3 separate regions of the Rattus norvegicus genome follow, and all the other regions are linked to region 1. A link is a contact called in public Hi-C data. All regions are on one chromosome and are shown on one strand. The core of a region is the stretch at or near the end of the contact, and the rest is flanking DNA. Distances in the headings are between cores, read along the strand shown.

Region 1 (3,006 bases), core at 464-2,963:
GATTCTCTTTGGTTATGTAACAACCCCTGCACCCCACCCCCGCCCCCGTTAGTGAGTTTGTCTTCCACACCTGGCTCCTTTCCACACAGGATTATCTCCTCCCTTCAAAACAACCCTCCAAGCTGAGATTATGAGCTCAGTTTTACAGGGCGAGCCTACATTTGAAGGCCGCAGAGCTGTGCTGTTGAAACACTTGACCCCAGGTGATCTGGCTGTAGTTCCAATTGAATTCCATGGAACACATTATCCTGTCTCCTTTGGGGAGGGGGATCCCATGTCAAGAAATCACATCATCTGCCCATTATTGCAGGAGTCATAGCTCACTGCTGGAGTAGTGTGGGGCTAGAGATAAGCTTTCTCTGGGGGGTTTATTAAGGTCAGTTACCTGATCGGGAAGGTATCAGTCAGGAATAAATCTTTCTGACCTAAAATCAAATGCCATGATTAAAACATCGGGTTGTATAACCCTTCTAGGCCTGATCTCTCTCCTAGACAGAGTGCAGACATTGTGTCCAGTTGTCACTGAGGTTGGTGGGAGAAGGTCGTCTGAGATCCAAGCACCAGAGTGGACTCTGTGGGGTCAGATCTGCCAAGTCACAAAGGCGAAGATGGAGGGGAGGTTAACAAGTCACAGTGACTCGAGTGCTTTTGTAGGTCAGGATGTCAACAAATGCTTACTGAACACCTATGACACATCACTCTTGTGTAAGGATTAAGTCGTATCATCTTTAGTCCTCAGTATAGATCCTTGAGGCCTTATTTTTTTAAGTAGGGAGGCAAACTCTGAGAAGGCCAGTGACTTTGCCAACATGGATGACCCTGATGAGCTATGAGGGACGCAACCTGTAACTTTCTTCCCGAAGCTCAAATCTCCTGGCATACCTGATAGCCACTAAGGATGTCTGGTTACACCCAAGTAGAGTTAAAGTTGTTACTCGCATTCGAGAATCAGTCACCAAGACTTTTTATTCTGTGATATGGGCACTGCCTTCACAGTAAAAGAGAGTCTTTAGATAAAGGGATAGATACACGTTTTGGTTTTGGATGTGCTTTATGGAAAGTGTAGCAAACATATGGGCGCACGGGGACACAGGACAATGACAATGAAGTCAGCAGCAGAGGAAGTTGTAGAGTTATACTAGTAAATATGACAAGAGTTGTTCCTCGCCTGAATAGTTAATATGCCAGGACATGGAGGCTCCATGTTTTAAAGAACTGATTGATACTTTTGAGTTTTATAGTTACCAATGCTGAGAAGGCCATGTTCCGTCAATATACAATCTGAAACAGAGAAGTGTATGTAAGACCCGTTGTCAAGCTTGTTGGAAGTCCTGTCTGAGACACAAGCTAAAAGTAACTAATTTATCAGTATTGTTTAGGCGCTCACTGCTAACTTGGATAGCAATCCTCACAATCAAATGTTCGAACACAACATGATCCTCATGAGACACTTCCTGGTTGAGGCAAGTTGATGGAACATCTCCGTTTTCTATAATTAAGCTGCTACACTTCTAGAAGAGCACAAAGCTACTGTGTGTAAAGTAAACACACTGCGTAGTCCGTAGCCTGCCATGTGTCTGAGCATGATGTCTCTGGATAGTGGATGGGAGGAGTGATGGCATATACAGGGCACAGGCGTGTCTCAAGCTGGGGCCACACAGCTGTGCAGGGTAACACAGGTGAGCCTAGACCGAAGCACTTTGGAACTGTTACACAATTTAGGTTGAGTTTATCTTTGGTCATCGCACATTCAGGAGTTTTCTGCTATTGTCACTCTCTTTGGAGCGGTCACCTTCAGTTAAGTGACCCTGTAGTGGGGGTCATTTCAGTTTAAGAAGCTGGCTTTGTAACATATTTAAATATGGGCACAGTATTCACCAGTGCAAAGGCCTAGTGACAAGAGAACATTTTTACATTGTTCATCCCAGTACTGTAGTGGTGTGGGAAGCTGCTTTTTAATGAAAGTTATTAGAAATACTGACTTTCATATTATATATATGTATATTTATAAAATATGTGGGTATCTATAGCATATATTTTGCTGCCTTCAAACAACCACTTATGTCAAAGCAGAAACAGAAAAAAAAAAAAAGAAGAAGAAGAAGAAGAACAAAACAACATTGAGATTTTCCCAAGCATTTACAAACATGTCGAACAGCCTGGGACTTTCTGGGATCCTGTACGAGCCCTGGTCTGTGACCTAAGGTAACATTTTTGTTTGGTACAGTTCATATCTTCTGAGTGAGTCTGTCACATATTCAGAGCACTGGGACACCCCCAGGGGAGGCTTGTGCTGAATGAATAACTTAGTCAGGCAAAGAATGGCCACTGTAAAACCATTCCTTAGCGCGGGCTTCTGGCAGGGCCAAGTGTTACTTTAGGATTTAAGGAAGTATATTGGAGTCTTGTATGTGGTATGCTTCAAACATTTCTTTCCTTAAAAAGGACTAAAACCCACTGTTCTTTTCTCTCTCTCTCTCTCTCTCTCTCTCTCTCTCTCTCTCTCTCTCTCTCCCCTCTCTCTCTCTCTCTCTCTCTCTCTCTCTCTCTCTCTCTCTCTCTCTCTCTCTCTCTCCTGTTTGTCTCATTTCCTTCTCCATCCACCCCCTTTCCCTCCTCTCCCCTCCCCCCACTTCCTCTTCCCCTCCCCCGCCTCCTCCTTTCCCTGTTGTGACTTAAGTTCTTCTGCAATTAACATCCCATCTCTGCCAGCAGAGGGCACTGTTTGCGCGTTTAAGCAGAAGTCTCGGCTTTGTCTTTCCAGTGTGAACAGTCTCTGAGTCACAGGCAGGCCAGCTATTTGACCAGCAAGATGCTGGTGAGAAGGCCAGCCTGGGTGGTAGTGTTTCAGCATCATTTTGCAGAACATTTCCTTTGTTGCTTGGAGAAATGTTCGTTGCAAATACACTTGTAGTTCCCGGTGGAAAATATATATGTTTTGAACGTGAGCGAAGGCACTGGTGTGGAGTCACTCGGCATCTAAATATCACAAGTGCTTCGTTAGGG
Region 2 (2,967 bases), core at 149-2,648, 560 kb after region 1:
GCGAAATCTTTGTGATTTTAAGACCAGACTGGTAAACCAAGCCAGTTTCAGGGTAGGCAGTGTTACACAGAGAAACCCTACCTTAGGGGCGGGGCGGGGCGGGGCGGGAAAGGGCAGGTAGGGAATCCTGCTGCAGTTGATGGGCTTCACAAACCTTTGAATGGAGATTTCATTTGATGTATCCATGGCGCATCATGTTCCATGAGCACAGAACTTTTCAAATTTGATGTTGCGGACCTCTGTTTTCCTTTCCTCTTCAGGTACACTAGAGGCAATCACACAGCTCCAGGTAGAGAGAAGACTCTCAAGGCCTGGTGCCATCTCACTCAGACTTCGTGCCTGTGTGTATGTTTAATTTCCCTTGAATTCTTTTAGTAATATCTCAAAAGGAAACAAAATAAACAAGAATTTAATCTATTCTGTTTATCTGGAAGCTTTACTCTTAACCTCATAAGGTTTTTCAACATAATTAGTTTTGACTACAGAGTTTATCAGCATTTATAGGTTTCTCAAAAAACAAAATGAAGGGCACATTCATTTTCTTATGCTTCACCAACTACAAATTTGAGATCATTTGAAATTTTAATTCTGAATTATAATAAAATAATAACTTTATACTCTGCATCAGTGATTTAAAATGGTTGAAACTGAATCGCGTCTTTAATTTTTTTTATGTGGAATATTTTCTTCTCTTGGCTTCTTACTTTTATTGGGACATGTATTTCAATGCATATTGATTCGGGTTTTAAGATCTTGTCTGCTGTGACAACGAGGATGAGACAGAGACCCTGGTAGGAGGAGGTCTGAATTGCAGATGGTCTCAAGGGTGCCACTGAGTGACTGGTGGACCATGTCTGTTTGGTCTGAGCCACAGTTAACTGCTGTCATTTCTGGGCTAACTGTTCTTTTTCTCACTTACCTCAGGACACAGAGGGGCCGTTTGGTAGACCAGCATACTAACTCTAAGTGCGCAGTACCACTTAGTCCTAGATAGAAGTTGTCCGTGACCTTCCTGCCTGAAGTGCTCCTCACCATCCACTCTGAGCTATTTGCCTATGAGTCTTTCTGCGCCAGTTCCTGGGTTTCACAGTTCTGACTTTGAGGTGGTTCACCATTCCTTCTGATTTCCAATGCTCTTATGAAATTGTGCATTTATTTGATTTCATCAGAGTAATTGGGATAGGTAGAAATGTCTGTTCAGTCTGCCTTTTGCTCCTTTCTGGACAGACAGACAGACAGACAGACACACACACACACACACACACACACACACACACACACACACCCCAAACCAACAGTTAAATTCTAACCCTGGTTTTCACTTCTTGTGTATGCTCTGTCCAGTGGCAAAGAGTGCATCACCAGGACAAATTGCACTGGTGCTAGTGGCTTCTGAAAAGCTATGATGGCGTGGAGGAGAGCCAGGACCCATGATGCAAGTGGCATTGCCCAAAACAAGTTTCTTTAAATGTACTCACTTCAAAAGGACTTTATACGTCTCTTTAGCGAAATCGATATTTTCCCACATGTTTAATTGACAGCCACACCATTTTCTGGAATAGCATTACTAAATTTCTTGACATTTTAACCAGTACAAAGATTAACTAATAGTGTATTAGGAAGTTCTGTGTTGAAATCTTGTAATGTAGTCCAAGCTGGCTCCTGCCTTTTCTTCCTGTGTATTGCAATCACAGGCATATATCACTCTCTGCCTGGCCAAACATGTTTTCCATCAAATGCACTATTTTAAGAAGGCTTCCTGCATTCCTGTTATTTGACTTGTGAGTTGGAGATTTCTTGCTGTGTAGTTTCAAACTCTTGATCCTCCCGCCTTATTCTCTTGAGTTCTGAGAAGACAAGTGTGTACTATCAGACATGGCTATTCCTCCATTCTTTAAGGTAAACTGTTTTTATCCATTGGTGAGAACTACTGATTTTTATCATGGACTTCTCCTTTTGAGATTATAATGTAAAATCTAAGAACTTCATTGATCTATAAAACATCCTTTTCGTTCTCGTGTGGATTAAGGTTAAGGTTAGAGTTAGCATCCTTGCATAGTACGAGCTAAATCCACGCTATGATTCATGATTTTCCTGAGGCAATGCAGTGTTCATAGACTAAAGAATTGGTGACTTACTTTGCCCAAACCGCTCTCCAAGTTTCTAGTTCCAATTTCATTGCCTATGCAGGAGAAGTAGGCAATATTTTGCTAAAGAGAAAGATCATTCCTTGTTAATATTTCTGACAGCTTGCAGTCTGTTCATTGGGAGCTTGCTTATTCCAACTTCTCGAGATCTGTCTGGTTCTGTGTTGCCAGTGCGATTGTTGCTGTCTTGCTCAACACCCGTGATTCATGCACATCCATGGGTATCTTTATATTTGACTTGGAGCGTCCTCTGATGTGTGCATTATCACTAGGTCAGATCTCTCTGTCCTGGGACACGTATTGGCTCTTGTTTAGTTTTGAGTACAAACAAATCTGGAGCAATAAAATGGCCCAGGGTATTTTGCCCTTGCAAGGAACATACTACACAGCTCATGCCAAGTTTTTCATGGTTTTTGTGAGAAAATTTTAGGTGCAGCAAAAGAGATGATTGGTTACATTCTCACAGCTGATTAGCTCCAACACAGAGTGGTATAAAGTGTGTGTGTGTGTGTGTGTGTGTGTGTGTGTGTGTGTGTGTGTGTGTGTGTGTGATGGGTGGGAAGAGAAGGCCTTAAAGATAATTCTTGTCACTGCTTTGAGTCAGATGATTCAGGCTGAGACAAGGCCAAACCTCGGAGATCTAAACATGTTCTTGGCTCCAGAAGGCAAATAATATATATATCAGATCTCTGCCTTACTGTGGGAGGGATTTATACTTAGACTTTATTCTTCTAGTCGTCCATTTTTCTCCATCCACTGTCAGTGAGCATATGCTACGTGAGTGTCTGGAGTAAAGGATGCTCCTGAGGTAAGCTCTGGG
Region 3 (3,117 bases), core at 496-2,995, 760 kb after region 1:
GTCTCTTTAAGTCCATACTAACCAGAAAAGGATGGACAGAAATGTTCCCTCTCATGGGTGACATTTGACATTTCAGTAACTTAATATATGGATCATTCTACCCAAAGGGATGGAATGTCCACCAACTTCCGTGCTGTCAAGCTTGGACCTCGTCCCGATGGCCATTTTGTTTCAGGTGACTTTATGCCAACTTTTCCATGTTTTTTCTCTTGTTTTCATCCTGTTAGAATTCAGTTACTGAATTTTACATTAAAATAATGATTTTTTTTTGCTGGCATCGAACAGTGGCAGGCATAGCTGCCCGAATTCAGGGGGAAAATGCCTGTCATTTACCTCACATAACTTTATACATCTTGATTCAGACAATTAAAAATGTAAGACTTGAAGCCTGGAATCTCATTTCAGTAGAGTAGTTGTGCTCTTTGCGAATATAATTCAGACAGTGTGGTCTTCTTTGATCACTGACCAAACTCAGCAGATGTAACTGAGGCGCTAAAAACATTAGCGCTCCTGTATATGTCCTTGTATACAGAGGTATTAGCATGGGGTGGTTCACAGATACCACAGGTTAGTCTAGGAATACATTTATGTGCTTTGCTCCAGCACCTGTATCTACAGAAAAGCAGTTTTTCCGTCTTTGGGTCTTTCATACAAATGGATTGATTTTCTGCAGATGGCATGTTTCACACAAAGGATATAGCTCAGTTAAGAGGCTGGTTTCTTGGCACATAGCATGGATGCCCAGGACCCCATAAACCAGACCTGTTTCAGGACACTGCCTGGCGTCCCCAGACTCAGGAGGGTGTGAGTGCGCCGGAAGGCAGAGATTCAGGGTCATCTGCTTTAAACCAAGTCAATGCCAGTCCAGGAAACAGGAGATCCTGTCTCAAAGAAAGAAAAACACGTTCTCTATAATATTGTAAAATTTCATCGCAAAATCTTTAAAACTTCAGGGTAGAGGTGATTGCTTACCAGTGCTCAGCCTTGCCAGTCCCAGAGCTAGGCAGTAAATATTTGGTGAAAGGATGAGTGTCCTCCCGTTAGGCAATGAGGTTGCTTTAGCAATCGGATCCCTTAAATGGCATTATTTACTTGCTGAAAATGTGTTTTCTATATTGGCTAAGTTGTTTAATTTACATAGGCCTGCTGCCACACTGCCCTGTCACAGATCCACTGCAGAGCGTGCCCACAGCCTTTCTGACCTTCTCGCATCTAGAGATGTTGAGAAGCAAAGCCAGCTGTATCCATTTTGATTTCACAGCCCAGCCCAGCCCTGCCCCACCCCGCCCCTCTACCTCTAAATTGCAATTCTTTGATTTTCAATGCAGAGATGACATGCCCCAGCCTGGTCTGTGATTCCATAAATGCTTTAGCTTTAGGTTATAAACAGACTCAAGTGGAGTCTTGTCTGCCTGTTTACTGGACTGTTTTAGAGGCTGCTCAAATCCAAATGGCCAGGGGGAGGAGATGGAAACTTAATGTGTTTCAGGCTTCAGCGCCTGAAGGTAAGGGAGACACTGGGTTTCCCATTGCAGGTGAGCAGAAAAGACCTTTGAGCCTAAGCCATCCTGTTTTTCCCCAGTAAATATATATCATACTCAAATGACAGGTTTTCTGTCAAATACTGAATGAGACCCGCCTATCCAGGGAAGTTGAGCAATTCTTTGCTTGTTCAATACTTTAATCCTCAGCTCAGTTAAACAGAAGCTCCGGCACACAGGACAGAAAGTACAGCAAACATTGGGCATGCCAAACATGATGGGACTTTTTTGCTGGCATCACTCTGCCCTTCACCACTCCCCACTGGAAGAACGAGTTTTAAAGTTCTTTCTCTTGCCCAGGAAGCTGTTATTCTTATGGCAAAAGGCTGAGATCAATCACTATGCCAGATCCACGTCATTTGAAAGCATGACACAAGGGCAGGGATTAAGTTGAAATTTTAAGATGTAAAGTGTTATAATGTGAAGGAATTGGTACTTGTTGACTATATCCAAGGATGGTTGATGTACTTGGCATTTTCCAAACAATGTAATTCATTTATGATTACTTATGAATGGGAATCGGAAAGTTTTGAGTTGGGCTCTATGTTAGACACTGAAAGGAAAGAAAATGAATTGTCCTTAAGAAGTCTGCAAAGAGCTAGAGAGGCTCAGTGGGAAAGGTGCCTGCAGTGCCAGCATAGAGACCGAAGAAGAATCCGTATGAAGAACCCCAGAGTGGTGGTACAGGCTTGGCATTCCAATGCTGGGGAGGCAGAGACAGGTGGATGCCTGAGGCTCATAAGCTAGTCATCCTAACCTAGTCAGTGAGTCCCGGGTCAGTGAGAGACTGTCTCATAAAATGGACAGCTCCTGAGGTGTAATACCTGAGGCTGTTCTTTGTCTTTCACATGCACATACATCTGAACTCGAACAAATACAAACAGATGCACAACTCAACAGGTTCACATAGGTCAACATTGTACCCAGGAGAGCATCATGGAATGAACATACAATAAGTTTTTGTGTCATTGTATTATCACTGTGTCTCAGCAATGTCCCCTTATGTCCTCATTAGTTTTTGTTGTTGTTGTTGTTGTTGTTGTTGTTGTTGTTGTTTTGTTTTGTCACCTACACACAACCTGGATTCCCGAGGGAAGGGGGATTCTCAATTGAAATTTTGCCTTGATCAGATTGGCCTGTGAGCATGTCTGTGGTGGACATTGTCCCAGTGGATGATTTATATGGGAGGACCCAGCCTGTTATGAGGAGCACCATCTCTAAGCAACTGGTCCTGGGATGCATACAACAGCTAGTTGAGCCTGAGCCAGAGGGTGAAGCAACAGGCATTCGTTTGTTGTTTCTACTTCAGTTCCTGCCTTTACTACCCACAATGATAGACTGCCACTTAAAACTTTAAGATGAAATAAAGCCTCTCCTTTTGTGTTGGCTTTGGCTAGAGTGACTTATTGTAGAAACAGAATGAAAAAGTGATCCTGCCAGTAGGAAGCAGGAAAGGACATTAGACAAGAGTGTCAAGTACCAAGCACCCGTGGCATAAAAAAAATAGCCAATTCAATGATAGAAGTGCTGAGATTTTTCTTAGAAAAGCAGGACATGTTTGGCTGGAGAAGCATCC

The links. A called contact is a pair of places that touch in the nucleus more often than the background predicts.
Region 2: a Hi-C map of liver shows a contact between it and region 1, with 5 times the contacts expected there. The contact joins two enhancer-like sites. A contact is called at or near these places in 2 of 12 Hi-C or Micro-C datasets (kidney and liver).
Region 3: a contact with region 1 is called in a Hi-C map of liver, with 5 times the contacts expected there. The contact joins two enhancer-like sites. A contact is called at or near these places in 7 of 12 Hi-C or Micro-C datasets (the A7r5 cell line, the Rat2 cell line, frontal cortex and 3 more).

Annotation. Positions count from the first base shown.
Region 1 is chr7:32,793,143-32,796,148 of GRCr8, forward strand. No RefSeq gene overlaps it. Among named protein-coding and RNA genes, the nearest start is that of Plekhg7, 100 kb to the left of the region's middle. Within about 2 kb of position 1,714, at least 13 of the 93 cell types and tissues checked have an H3K27ac peak or open chromatin away from gene starts, as enhancers often do. A contact at or near this core is called in liver, where this site is marked.
Region 2 is chr7:33,352,408-33,355,374 of GRCr8, forward strand. No RefSeq gene overlaps it. Among named protein-coding and RNA genes, the nearest start is that of Btg1, 130 kb to the left of the region's middle. Within about 2 kb of position 1,399, at least 1 of the 93 cell types and tissues checked has an H3K27ac peak or open chromatin away from gene starts, as enhancers often do. A contact at or near this core is called in liver, where this site is marked.
Region 3 is chr7:33,553,941-33,557,057 of GRCr8, forward strand. No RefSeq gene overlaps it. Among named protein-coding and RNA genes, the nearest start is that of U2l1, 280 kb to the right of the region's middle. Within about 2 kb of position 1,746, at least 4 of the 93 cell types and tissues checked have an H3K27ac peak or open chromatin away from gene starts, as enhancers often do. A contact at or near this core is called in liver, where this site is marked.